Regions from separate parts of the Sus scrofa genome. Here region 1 is linked to region 2. Evidence: chromatin contacts called from public Hi-C data. All regions are on one chromosome and are shown on one strand. Each heading gives the region's core, a stretch centred on a gene start, on an enhancer-like site or on the middle of the called end of the contact. The rest is flanking DNA. Distances are from core to core; before and after follow the strand shown. Region 1 holds the start of PRKAG1 (protein kinase AMP-activated non-catalytic subunit gamma 1). Region 2 holds the start of KMT2D (histone-lysine N-methyltransferase 2D).

Region 1 (7,073 bases), core at 2,334-4,833, 42 kb before region 2:
TGTGAGTCAAAGGCTGCTACAGCCCAGAGGATGCTGGTTTTTCAAGCTTCCTTGTTCATGACAGTCTGAGATGAGAGTGCTCTGAATACAGAGAAAGCTTCAGAACCATCTCTGTGCTCCCTCAAGTGGGCGCATTTGGAAATTTCATTGTTATCTGGGAATCCAGCAGAGATCATGATAATTTTCATCCATTAGAAACAACAGTTCTGGCTCTATTTGCTGTCTGGGTAATATCCCCAAACTGACTTAACCTCCACAGCTGCTGTAGTAACATGAAATTAAAGGCCTTGGCTTGAACCTGGGAGGCTGGCTGGTAAACAGGGTCAAGTTGGCAGGAAAGCCCTAAATTTCCCTTCTCTAACGGGCCAACGTGGGGGCAGGGGGATAATCTCCCTCTCTTCTCTCTGGGCTGCATATGACTATCAGCTTGGCCTGGCATTTTGGCAAAGCTACTGGAACAACAGCCTCATCGCTTATAAGTGGGAGAGAGGACTGTTTAGCAGTGAAGATACACACATGGTATAACACAGTCTCACAAAGACCTACACAAAGACACCGAAACAGCCACTTCTGTAGAAATTATGGTACCCACCATGATACTTATTTACTGCACTGTGCTACAGTTATTTTGTTATCTATCTGTCCAAACAGACTGTAAATTCCTGGAAGCCTAAAACTGTTTTCTGTTTCTTTGTATCTCTCCCTCATACCACCTAAAAAGGGGGTTTGCATGTAACTCCCAACTATTTGGTTTTTTAACTCTCAAATTGATAATGATGTACACTGATACGAACAGAGACCTAAGTTATATAGAGAGAAAGAAAAAGAGACATAGCTAAACAGAGACACAGATGCTACATAATAGAGTCTAATGCAATTGAATATGACTCCATCTTTCTGCCTGTTTCTTCACCCAGGATTTGGATAATTACATCCACTTTTTCTACATTTAATAACAGAAGGAACTTAAGACTACTACACTGCATAAACATAAAATATGATTACAAAGACATACCCTAAGGCTGAAACACAGATTCACAATTTCTGCCAAACTTCTCATCCACATTTCCAGTTGTTTGCTGGGCCATCACAGATGTCACAGAGACTCCTCAAGTGCTTCAATACCAAACAGAACAGCATCTGTCCCTCCAATCCTATTATTTTTACTGTGGTTCCCACCTTTGCTTTTGCATCGCTGTCTTCCCCAGTGCCTAGAACAGGAGGGTTGATTCCTCCGAGAAACAGCTATTCCAACATGTCTGCTTAGAATGACAGACCAGGGTCAACTTAAACTTGTCCTTAACATCTATGAGGTAAGCTGCTATGTTAGAAATGTCTCAAATCCATCTCTCTCCTTTCTACTTTCACAGCTTTAACTTAGCCCCCCCCCCACTTTTTTTCCCCCCGCCACTTTCAAAACATGTGAAAGTTCCCAGGCCAGGGATCAAACCTGTGCCACAGCAGTGACCTGAGCCACTGCAGTGACAATGTCAGATCCTTAACCTGCTTGTGCCACAAGGGAACTCCTAAGCTTAGCCTCGTACATGCCATTTCTATAGCATTCTCTAAACTGGTCTCCTTGCCCTAAATCTATTTCCTCTTAATTTGTCTTCCATGCTGGCACCCAGTTCTCTCCCCAAGTACCTCAGATTTGCAAGGGACTCTCATCTCCACCAACTAAGAACTCACTACTTTCTGAAGTAGCCCCATCCATTTACAGAAAGCCATTAGGGACATGCCTAAAGCATACTCACTACCTTGCTCATAAACCTTCCGTGGGTCCCCTTGTTACAAAACAAAAGTCAGGAGTTCCCGATGTGGCACAATGGGATCAGTGGCATCTTGGAAGCACCGGGAAGAAGGTTCAATCCCCAGCCCCCTACAGTGAGTTAAGGTCTGGCATTGCTGCATCTGTGGTTTAAGTCAGGTCTGTGGCTCAGATCTGATCCCTGGCCCAGGAACTCCAAATGCTGCAGGGTGGCCAAAATAAAAACAAAAACAAAATTCAAACTTAACATGGTATGCAATACCTTCAACCTGACCTCAGCCTACTTTTAGTCTTTTCTCCAACTGTGACCAAAATCCAAAACTCCAGCAACACCAAACCACTGGCTCACCCCCAATTAATCTCTACATACCCCAGTTTCTATGCCCTTGCTCACACTGTTCTCTCAACCTGCAATGCCCTCTCCTGGGTTCACAGTAATTTCTCCCTTCCCTATGCTTCCACAGTCCCCTTGTTTGCATCTTGATGATGGCACTGATTACAGTCTACCTGAAATAACAGCTGTCACTGCTTGCCCTCACTCCCACTCCAGTTAAGCTGAGCATTTTCAAAGCAGGGGTTTTCTTTCTCCTTCTTCTTAAAACAATTTCTATTCTAAGAACCTAAAGTATGAGGGCTAAATTAGAAAATCCATACAAGAATGCTCTGTAAACCATAATACATTTCCGAGTAAAAAATAATGTTATTTGAAATTTAGTGGAATCAGATCTTTTATTCTTGCTCAAAATGCTCTTAATTTGTAACTCCCTTGCCTGAGTGGCCAGTTGCAAATCGTAATTTACCACTTTGGTTTTGTTTCCTCTGTATAACCTAAGGGACATGACCCCTCTGCAGGTGGAGAAAAGGGTTACAGTAAGGAAATTAGCCTGGGCATGTAACTGATCCAAAGAAAAGTGAACCTGCAGCCCTCACACAACTACAGTAGCAGATGATCCAAACCAAGATGGGCATATCTGCCTGACAGAAGAGACATGGTTAAGCACTGTCGGAGAGGTAAGGGAATGGAAAAGGCTCCATCCAGAGTGCTAGACCAAGGGTCCTGAGAGTGAGGGTGGGTCCAAATAGGTCGAAGGCAACCTGCAGCAACTCTGGGAGGATGACACGGGCCTGCCACAATCCGTTAATGCCTGCTTGCCAAGAAGGAGCTATGACAACACATCTGCTTAGAATCGCAGAGCAGGGCATGACCTAAACTATTCCAGGGACACAGTGGCCTCTAACACTGAAAAGATTCCCTCCTTCAGGGAAACCCCACTTTTCAGTCTTATCAAGGGATGTGACGTCGCTGGACACCTCAAGGCGGTATAAAAGGCTTTCAGACGTCCCTCCTGCCAAGGATTCCACGAATCTCACTCAGACAACTGGGCACCAGGTGCTACCTGCAAGCGAGGGACCCTCTGAACCTCCTGCCTCACCCAGCAAAGCTGGATCACAACCCTTCTCTCTCAGGCAAACCTCTCAAGGGCTTGTGGTGCTAAAAGGAAAGGAGACCTGAGATCGCCAGGGTGCGTGTGGGTTCCAAGGAGGGAGCCGGGAGTCACTGCCCGCTCAGGCTAACAGTACCGCGGACGGAAGGCAGGCACTGACGCGGCCCAGTCCTAGGAGAGGAGAAGAAGCGGAGCAGCAGGGTCATGGAATAGGACAGACGCGGGGCTTCTCTTTTCCTGGGCACCAGCGCCGGCTTCCCTGTCCCCTTACTGGGGTCTTAGGCTCCACAGCGCCCCCCCACCGCCCTCCCGCGCTCCTCACCGTCTCCATTGCGAGACGCCGGCTGAGTTCGTTCGTTTTAGGAAGCTCGCCCGGGGCGGGGGGCGGAGAAGGCCCCGCCCCACGTCCGGTACCGCAAGGCCACTTCCGCTTACGTCGGGACACACGCAAGTCAAGAGCGGAAGGCGGGGAGCTTACCCTTCCGGCGTTGCTTAGCCTCAGAAACCGCCCTCCCCCGGTCCACACTGGGACCTCGCTGATCCCACCGACGGCGAGGGTGACGGGACGGAGCCGCTTGTATTTAAAATGTTCTTTTTTTTATTTGTCGTTTAAAAACAAACTTGGAAGAAGCAAAATCCAAAACTTGCCCTTTGCCTCTTGCAACATAAATTATGTACAGTTCAGAATGATCGCTGATACAAAACATGCCAAGGACAGGGGCGCTGGGGGTGGAGGGAGAGAGGGCGCTTTAAAAAAGGGAATCATTTCATCCGTTGTTACGAAGGACCAACCTTGCTGTACAGGATACACACAACACAAAATAAAGTCTTCACGGGATTCACACTTGTCAGAGATTTATTTTTTAAAAAGGGGGAGGGTCCTGGAGGTGAGGGGAGAAGACCGTAAAGGGGAAAAACTGAAAATTGAATATGTGCAAGTGTAAACCAACCCAAAATACAAACACGGGGGTGGGGGTGGGGGAGGGAATTCTGATGCAATTATACAGGCGGGGTACTTAAAAAAAAAAAAAAAAACCAACAACCAAAATTCCAACCTTGTAGCTTGGGTCTGAGTTAGTTTATATAAAAATTAAAAACTGTATAAGGTTTCTTCACTAAATTCTACAGGACTATCGGATACCTAGCATACGCTTACAAAGTCTGCCCCATCCCCTTTTCCCAATCCCAGGGCCCAAGCCCCAACCAGGGCCTGACTCACTGGAGCCAAATCTCCCCATCCCTGGAGCCTAGACCTTTTGCTCTTGGAAAAGGAACATCCAATGGCTTTGGGGTCAGCAGCCCAGTCTCCCCACTGTCTGATTTCATTACAGTGGTTTCTGTGGGGGTGGGGGTGGGGGTGGGGGTGGGATGTTATCCTCTTAAACATTTGCAGCTTGAAACAGTTGAGGAAGCAGCTTAAAAAAAAAAAAAAAATCTCCCTACCCCCATCAATCCGCAACCCCCCAAATTCAAAAACAAAACAAAAACAAACCTAAAATCACAACAGCGACCGTGCTCCCCCTCCAGCAGGCCTGCCCACACACCGCCACCAAGCCCACCCCTACACTCCAGATATTTGATTCTTGAAAATATTAATTACAAAATGCCCTTTGCCCACAGCCCCTAGGAGAGAACTGCATATAAGCTTCATCTTCATCCCCACGGCTCCCTACCAGAGAGGGGTCTGGGGCCGCATCTACCCCCGGACCTACCCCTACCCCCAGGAAGAGGTTCAACTGCAGCACAAGCTTGGGCAGAAAGGGGAAGGAAAGGGAGGCAGGGGAACCCATTACCCTCTGGCTCCCCCTGGGGCCAGCTCACTTTTGTGCGTTATAACATAGTCCAACTATACAAAAGGGGGTGGGAATCGCCCAGCCTCTACACCCCCACCTTACAGCAGTCACAGCCAGGGGGTGGGGAGGAGGGGGTGAGGAAAAGGGCGGTAGGTTGGGTAATGGAGGGGGCCCCCCCACAAGGGGAGCTCCATGTGTCCGCCCCACACCCCCCTACCATTTATAAACTGGTTTTGTAAAAAGAAAATAGATATATTTATATAGAATATATAAAGCACAAAAATTAGTAGTTTTACATTTGCTCTCCCCGGGGGTGGGGGGAGAGGGGAGGGTTCTCACCTCCAGCCGGCTCCCCCATGCCCCACAAGACTATGTACAATCCCATGTATAAATAGATAAATACCCCCCACCCTCCCCGCGCTGACACTAAGCTCCCCCACCCCCACATCACCACCCCTTCCCACCAGACCAGCAGCAGTTTGGTGACCAAGGGAAAGTGGGAGCTCCGGGCCACACCCTGCCTCACTGGGTATGGGCATGCCACTCAGGGATAGCCCTCACCCTACCACCCATCCACCCCGTCCAGGGGCTGGAGGGCAAATGGGCTCATGATGGGGCTGGGAAAACAGGAGGGGGATATCCTGGTCCTAGCTTTAGCACGCCCCTCCTGCCCCCATGTCCAGATGGAGAAGGAAGTCCTAGAGCAACTAGGGGCCAGTCATCCCCAATCTTCATCATCATTAGCCTCAACCACCATCCCATGCCCATAATTAAAAACAAAGAGGGATTTTTTGTTGTTGTTTTTTTTCTTCTTCCTCCTACCCCCCTTCCACCCACTCAGAAGAGGGCAGTGAGGTGGGGGAGAGGGTTGGGGCAGTAGGGGGCTTGGAGAGGGTCTCACATTTCAAAACAGCAAAAAATCCAACACTTAAATGAGGTAGGTGTGGGTGCGGGGTCTCCTTGCCCGGCTTGCCTGGCTTGCCCTCCTGGGCAGCTGGGCGCCTCTTTCCCGTTCATGTTGCATTTGTCAGAGTGGAAAACAAGGAAACACAACCCATAGAGAGACAGAGACACAAAGGAGAAGAGGGAGACAGAGACAGATTGAGAGGGAAGGGGATGGGGGTGAGGGTGGGGGCAGGACCCGGCAGGCAGGGCCAGGTGTGGGACCCGGCCTTTGGGATTGTCAAGCTTAGTCAAGTCTCTTTGCAGCCTTGAGTTGGGCCAGAGAGGTCGGTGGGAGCAGCAGGGCTGTGAGGCCCGGCCACACATCCTCCTCCCCCCTCCCTGCTGCCTCCCAGATGCTTCTGGGTAGTTCCCGGCCCATATCCCCCTCAAACCTGAGATGCCCAATGGCTGCTTCTGTCTGGCCCCTCCTGGAGCTGGGGGCAGAGATGCCAGCCTGGGGGCCGGTGGCGGGGAAGAGGGTCATCCCTGGTGCCCAGGGTGGGCTTGGCCTAGGGCCCTCCGCCCCAGCCTCCTGCTCCGGGGCTCCGGTCAGCCGGCAGCCCCAGCCCTGGGTCCTGGCTCTGGCTGCTACCTCTCTTCCCCCTCATCCCTTTCAGGGAAGAGGTTGGGGGTGGGGGGACTCCCCTGCCTGGTAGCCTCAACGCTTCTTAGTTCATCCATTTCCGACAATTCCAGGCTCCACAGTGGCAGGGGATCTTGTGCTGATCGTCCTCAAAATCAAACTGATAGTCATAGGTCAGCTGCAATGAGAAGAGGGCAGAATCAGGGCCCATCCCCCAGAGGAAGTGGGGGCGGGCAGTGGCCCTGGAATTGGACTGGGGGCGATGGCAGGGAAGAGGGAGCTGCTCTGTCGCTCGCTGAGGATGTTTCCTCCTACCTCCTCTCCTTTGGGGATTCGCCGGCTCGAGATGATGATGATTTTGTCCTCCTTGTCAAAGGTCACAACTTCTGCCACACAGTTAGGGGCACAGGAATGGTTAATGTACCTGGGCAGTGGAACAGGTCAGGAGTGGCAGGCAATTGAGTTGGATGACTCTGGCTCCTTGTTGGCCCACCCCCAGAGACCCCCTAAATCTCTCCTTACTCATGCCCCTCTCACCT
Region 2 (6,706 bases), core at 1,021-3,520:
AGACAGCACTAGGCCTCGCTGGGGTCACTTTGCCAGGCAGGGGTAGTTTAAAGTTGAATAGCAAGGCCAGAGCTGCCCCCAGCCCCGCCTCCTCCTTGCCCCAGCCACCCCCTTCATCGCACTAGTCAGTTTCCACACACTCTCCCCAGTGCACAGGGTATAAGGCCTAGTGAAGGATCTGGGGTTCCCTGAGTCTCCCAGAGACTGCTCTGGGTGTCCGGATGGGCAAGAACAACCTTAAAGTCCAAACTGGCAATAAGTCTGACCTGGCAGTGGCACCCTACCCCCGCTCCCAAGTTGTTCCATTCCCAAGGCCCACAAGGAACCCTGAAGGAGAAGCAGCTGACTGGGATTGGTGCTGGCATCAGGGCTTGGGTCCTAGTTTAGTAGAGCTCCCCCCAACACAAAAATAAACAGGCAGAGAGGCTTTCTGGCCAGGTTCCCAAACTCCCGTGGTTCCCCAAACCCCCAGTCTTTAAAGAGGCACACCCCAAGACACCAGGCCTCCGTTCTGCCCTGGCGACTGGCTCAGGTTCCCTTGACAGACCCTGCCAAAGGAACCCTCCTCAGCTCTGGCACCCCTTTCTCCAACCTACAGGCCAGCTCCGGCCAAGATAGTCCATCTGGCTATGCCCCCAGTCCAACCCATTCTGGGCCCTGGCCGGGCGGACTTCACTCACCTCTTCACAGGGCGATCCAGAAATCCTCATCCGAGAACATGGCCAGAGCCCGGGCCGCTCCCCGACCTCCAACCGCCAGAGCGATCACAGCCGCCCCCCGCACGGGGGGGCTTAGGGGGGCCAAGAACGGTAAATCCAGGTCGGAGTGGCCACCCTTCCCCCCCCAAAAAAAGCAAGAAGCCAAAGAGGGGTTCTCTGCCTCGGGTTCCAGCAGTTTAGGTTTCCATGGACAGCCCCAGGGCGGTGAATCCCGAGCGGACACAAAGAGAGCACCGGTGGCTTTGATCTTGGGCGAGCAGGCTCCGCATCCGCGTCGCCCGGCGGCCTTTCAGTCCTAGGGCCGGGCCAGCGCCCCGGCCGCCCGCGCCGGGCTCGGGCGGAACGTCGAGGCTCTCCAGATGGAACGTCGAGGCGCCTCCCCAGCAGCCCGGAAGGAATGCCGCGCCGGCCCGCGCCGGGCCCGGATGGAACGTGAGACCCTCGCAGGAGCGCCGAGCCCCTCTCTCCGCTCGGGCCGGCGCCCCGGGGCCGCGCGAGCTACGGCGACGCGGAGCCGGCGGGGCCGCGGGGCTGAACCTGACACACACCCAGCGCCGGGCTCCTCGACCCCGAACGCTCGCCCTCGGCGGCTTCGAGCACCCCACCTTCTTCTCCCCCCCGGGAAGGGAGGAGGGTAGGTGGGCGAGGAAGAGGAAGGGGCGGGCGGTGCGAGCCCTCTGCCCGCTCCCCTCCGGCCGCTCCAGGCCCTGCGCTCGCCTCCCTTTCCCTCTGGCCTCGGGAGCTGCCCCGCCCCCGGCCTGGCCGGCTCTGATCGGCGGCACCCCCTCGACCCCCGGCTGGCTGTGATCGCGGGGGGCCTAGAGGTGCATGGCCCAACCCCGGCTCCCGGCGCCGGGGGGTCAGGAAACTGAGCGGAAAGTGGGGAACGAGGCAGCCATTTGCAACCGGAGAGGAAAGTAGTGCAGCGCGGCGCCGCTCCGCCTCCCCCCCTCCGCCTCCTGTTCGGCCGGTAGGGTGGTTCCTGCGAAGGGGCTATTTCCTGGCCCGAGATCCCGGCAGCGGTCGTGGAGATTCAGGAAGCCTCCGGCGCGAGATCCTGGGGGCCCTTTTGCCTGGGGAACCCCACTTGAGAAGGGGGAGAAAGGAGAAGACGCGGCCCTATTTTGTGTTGGAGCGGAGCGGCGGAGGGATCCAGCCCTCTCGGAGGAAAGGCTGTGACTCTGCAGTTCTACGCACACGCTGAGGGATCCCTCCGCCAATGGTTAACCCCGACCGCGCCGGGCCGGCCGCTGTGCAGACACGTGGGAATGAAGCCCCCCTCCTCTTCGCCCCGGCCCTGGAACTGCCTCTTTTACCGCCCGGCTAGTGAAACTAGGGCTCTGGCCACTTTCTAATTCCGTTTTCCCGGAGTTTTCGGCCCCTGAGACTCCAACTGCCCCTTGCCTCGGCCAGGGGCAATCTTCCCCGGGAGGGGGATGGAAGAAGAGCCAGGAGATTGGCCGCTGCTCTGCATCCTGGGAACTGGAGTCCGCAAATGGAGAAAGTGAGGCACGGCGCCTGGCGCTGCAAAGGGTGGGTTCCTGCCACGTTCGGGGGCCCAAAGGAAAGCGGATCGAGTGCCTGGTCGTTCCTTCTGGCTCTCAAACCCTCTCGAGAGGAAAGAGGACTGTTAGTGCCCCCACAATCACCTCCCCCATCAAAACATAAATGTAGAGTTTCCCGGGTGCTCCTACTCGCACCTCTAGTCTTTCTCTCCGGATCTTCAGGGCCTATGTCCCCTTTTTTAGTAAACAGAGGAGATGTAACTTGGAGCCTTGCTGCTACCTGGCCAGAATACTGTTACTCTAGACAAGATCCCAAAACACTCAACTTGCAGGCACCCCTCCCCCATTAGTCTGGATGAAAAGGGGTTGGAATAACTTCTCTGCATTAGCTGTAACCACGGCATGGATAAGAGGAGACAAATTAACAATGTGCTAGATACTTTATATCTTCTCATTCTTCACCCTCGTTATGAATTACGTGGAACTATGGCTGTATGAAGAGACTGAGGCTAAAATAGGTAAAATTGCCCAACGAATCACATCTAGTGAGAAGTTGAGCCATGCATGATTCAAATCAATGTTTTTCCTGGGGTGAGTGTGTGTTAAAATGTGGAGAAAAGCAGGCAGATCAAGTGCAGGGCTGGTTTTGTGGGAAAGGGTTTGCAGTGGTATCCAATAGAACTTTCTGCATTGATAGAAATGCACTATATCTACACTATTAATATGGCTTAGCCACATGTAGTTATTGGGCACTTTGAAATGTAGGTGGTGCAACTAAGGAACTTTTCATTTGTTTAATTTTAAAACTAAATTGAATAGGCATATGTGACTTGTGGCTTCCATATTGGGCAGTGCAGGAGACCTACATCCCTAGACCAGAGTTATAGGAGGGATCAGGACAAGGCGTGTCCTGTCCTAGTCACACACTGACATGTGCCCTGCACTTAGCCAAAAAGTCCAGCAGAGACCCCACACCTATCCCAAATATAGTGGAATAGGTTCACCAAGAGACAGAAATTTGAAAATATAATGCCTCTCCCTACTGTCTTCATCCAGAGGCAGGCAGGCAGGCCAGACCCTCACCAAAAAGACGTCCAATAACATGACAGCAAACATTTCTTACGGGTTTATTATATATAAGGAACTATGCCTAGGCATTTCATATGTCATTTCAGTTTCATTTTCACCTCAATCCTGTGAGAAAGCTTTAACTACACTTCAGAAAGGAGAAACAGAGAGGTTCAGAGGCTCAGAGAGGTTAAGTGTCTGGCCAAGGTCACAGAGCTAAGTGGAAGAGTAACTGTTTCAAGCCAACCATTAACCACTGTCCTTTACTACTAATCAGGCCTTGAGATTGTTTGATACACTTCTAGAAAACCTCAGATATGTGTTATTCTATCTCAGACCTTATGGAAATAACAGCAGAAGTGTAGGTACCCATAATGAGAATTCCAGGTCACATGTGCAAAAGGACGTCATTTTAGTGTAAGGAGAGAGGGTGATGACAACCTGACAACCATAAAGAGAATCCTAAACCTCTGAGACATTGCTCTTTGGAATATGCTCCTTCCAGCAGCCCTTATTTCTTTTTAGATTCCGGATGAGAGCTCCAAAAGCAGCTGGCAGGACTTCTGAAAACCAGCGTGACATACCATCACCCCCAACTGTAAGACTAGCTGGCTGGTCTGGAGCCAGGCAATAACAAGGTCACAGCTAAAAACCCCACCTACATTTTGTCCATTTTCCCCAACTAAGTGCATTGACAGAGTACCTCAAGTTCTTCAAGTTGCCAGGAAAGGTATGCCCTTCCTGTGAAGGCTACCATTCAAGTATCCTTATAAATCCCTGGAGAAGGTATTAGGCCAATTAGGCCCAAGGGCTACCAGGGGGGGTAGGGAGTAGAGGCCGGGTAGGACCAAACTTAGCCTTTGACACCTAAAAAAGGTAGCACAACTTCAAATGTTTGAAAGGTATGAAAGGAGCAAAGAGCATCCCTTTTATGGGTCTGAGGCATGTGGAAGTTCCCAGGCCAGGGATCGAACCATACCACGGCAGTGACAACTCCAGATCCCTAACTGCTGCACCACAAAAGCACTCCAAGAATATCCATTTTAATGAAAGGCATTGAAGACGAGGGTGGGGAGTGGGGATTGATATACATCGGGGCATTTTTTTCTTCCTTTCTCTTTTCTTTCTTTTTTTCTGGCCATGCTCCAGGGTGTTTGGAAATTCCAGGGCCAGGATCAAACCTGTAGCACAGCAGTGGCCTGAGCCACAGCAGTGACTGTGCTTGGTTCTGAACCCACTGGGCCATCAGGAAACTCCCAGGGCATTATTTCTTACTTTACTCGACTCTCTTTAGAAAGCTAAAATCTTCACAACACTTTAGTCCCTGCCTTTTCACTACTTCACTGTTCTTACATGATTAGGAACTAGGGTCTTTCTTCCTCCAGCCCAAACCCTATCCTCTCTGAGTTCCAGCAAATGCCAAGACCCCAGGAGGGAAGCTAGGTCAGCATGTGGCAGCTGGCCACTAGAGGGTGGTGTTTCTGTAGTTAAGGGGATGGTGAGCGTCTACAAATTTGGGAGGGAGTGGCAGCCAACAGGTTACCTGTATGGGCGAAAGGAGTAGAAAAGGAAAGTGGGAAAGGTGAGGAGGAGATCCTAGGGTTATGGTCCTGAATGAGTGAGGAAGAGGTAAGGAATGGTAACAAGGCAGGAAGAAAACATTTGCCCTGATTCGCTACCAAAGGCCATAGCCATCAACTCCTTGGAAAAGGAGCTGTTGGCATTGAACTCTCCCCAGATACAGAGAAGTCAACTACAAAAGGATTTCTCAGTTTATTTGCATATATACATTGTCACTCCAGAGAGTCACCTCCACTTCAGGAGTCCCCAGCTCCCCTCACCCAGCCAACATCCAAAACCTACCTAGGCAACTGGGTCCTAAATAAACAATGCCCAGGACTCAAATCCCAATCCCACAGGTTATAACAATTCATTTACTTAGCAAAGACAGAGGGCTAGAGGACACTGCCCGTGAGACATCCTTGCCCCTTTGTAAACATTGACAGCCAGGCCACGGGAGCCTGGGCAAGTGTGCAAACATGAGGGTACCACACTGTGTGCCCAGAGGGCCAGGGACACAGCTGGTAACCAAACCCGTGAGGTCCTGAGGCCCTGCCCCCCAAACCTCTGCTGGAGCCTGGCACATGCCAGGAGCAGAATCAAGGCAGCTACCCCATGCTCAAGGGTTCACATGAGATGGCAACGGTGCTCTTGGCCATATGAATTCTCCACCCGGGCAATCTCCTGGATGACTTTGGTGAAGATGCCTTGAGTCAGCTGCAAGGGATAAGAATTCAGGGCAAAAAAGTTGGTTAGTTCACTGCCAGTACTCTGAGGTGAATACCCTATACTCCCCCACCATCCCCACCACCAAGCGATGCCATAAGAAAAACACTGCTACCCCCCCCACCACCTTCCTAATCTTCAGGCCCAGCACCTGATTATCTCGAGCAGATGACTCCATAAATGTTGCACCCCAGGACTCTGCCAGCTTCTTCCCTTCAACAGCCTGGACCTCCCTGGAAGCAAATTTGGGACATGAAAATGAAGGAGAGCAATGTCCCCCATGATCTTTGCAATATCTCAGTAGAAATCAGATTTCCTCTGATCTATCTCATTCCAAGGTTTGGGAACAGGGTTGGAAGAGGAGAAAATGTAGAAAAACAAAGGAGCCTAGGACTGAGGCTTAAAATATAAAACTATAGCTTTTGCCATAAAAGGGTGATTTTGTTTTAGCCTTCAAGTTAGAAGTGAAAAGAGGTAAAATGACTGGTTCAAGTCAATGGCAGAGCCAGGACAAGGACCTGACTCATTCCTAGTTCAGCTCACTTTCCTTCGCCTGAAGCTACAGAGATTTCCGTACCTGTCTGGAGAGAGATCTGCCTTGTTTCCCACCAGCACCACTGGCAGCCTGTGAGGAAACAGCAGTTACTACGGGATCCCCTCTGTCTCCCATGGACCCCAACCTCCTTCCCATCAGAGCTCGATAATTCCCCATCAGACCAGAGAGAATCTATGTCCTGGCTTCCTCCTTAATTTGGATCCTCAACCTCCCTCTGTCTGCTTTCTCCATTCACGTTTACACTATATCTTTAGCCCCCAGTGTCACATACCGGGTTTTCCCATGGCCTTCATGTAGCTTTTGGTACAGACTCTCAATGACTTGGAAGCTTTAAACACAAGAAGCGAAGCTATAACCTTATTCTGGACCAGCCCTCAGATCCTCCCAAGTACCCCGCTCACAACCTTGGTCACTTACCTATGCAGAGAGGTGACAGAATATACAAGCACATAACCATGGACCCCAATGATGAATGAATAGGGCAGAATGCTGTACTCATCCTGACAAGAAATAGAAACATCAGTACCCAGATCTACAACACTCAGATGGCCAAGGTTGGTGGGCTGCACCCT

What was found. Hi-C and Micro-C count contacts between places; a contact is called where the count stands out from the background.
Region 1: a Hi-C map of liver shows a contact between it and region 2, with 4 times the contacts expected there. The contact joins the promoter of PRKAG1 here to the promoter of KMT2D in region 2. A contact is called at or near these places in 9 of 47 Hi-C or Micro-C datasets (blood, embryonic fibroblasts, epiblast stem cells and 4 more) and 2 of 2 datasets of contacts at active chromatin or transcription factors (alveolar macrophages and skeletal muscle).

The regions. Positions count from the first base shown.
Region 1 is chr5:15,046,036-15,053,108 of Sscrofa11.1, forward strand. It overlaps PRKAG1 (protein kinase AMP-activated non-catalytic subunit gamma 1), which reads right to left and starts at 3,584. Exons shown (of 12, transcript NM_001001642.2): 1 at 3,536-3,584. The coding sequence starts at 3,544. KMT2D (histone-lysine N-methyltransferase 2D) reads right to left here. Exons shown (of 56, transcript XM_021091593.1): 54 at 7,072-7,073; 55 at 6,850-6,958; 56 at 3,792-6,712. The coding sequence ends at 6,620.
Region 2 is chr5:15,089,352-15,096,057 of Sscrofa11.1, forward strand. KMT2D (histone-lysine N-methyltransferase 2D) reads right to left here and starts at 2,271. Exons shown (of 56, transcript XM_021091593.1): 1 at 681-2,271. RHEBL1 (GTPase RhebL1) reads right to left here. Exons shown (of 7, transcript XM_021091594.1): 4 at 6,552-6,634; 5 at 6,156-6,203; 6 at 5,730-5,811; 7 at 5,047-5,569. The coding sequence ends at 5,480.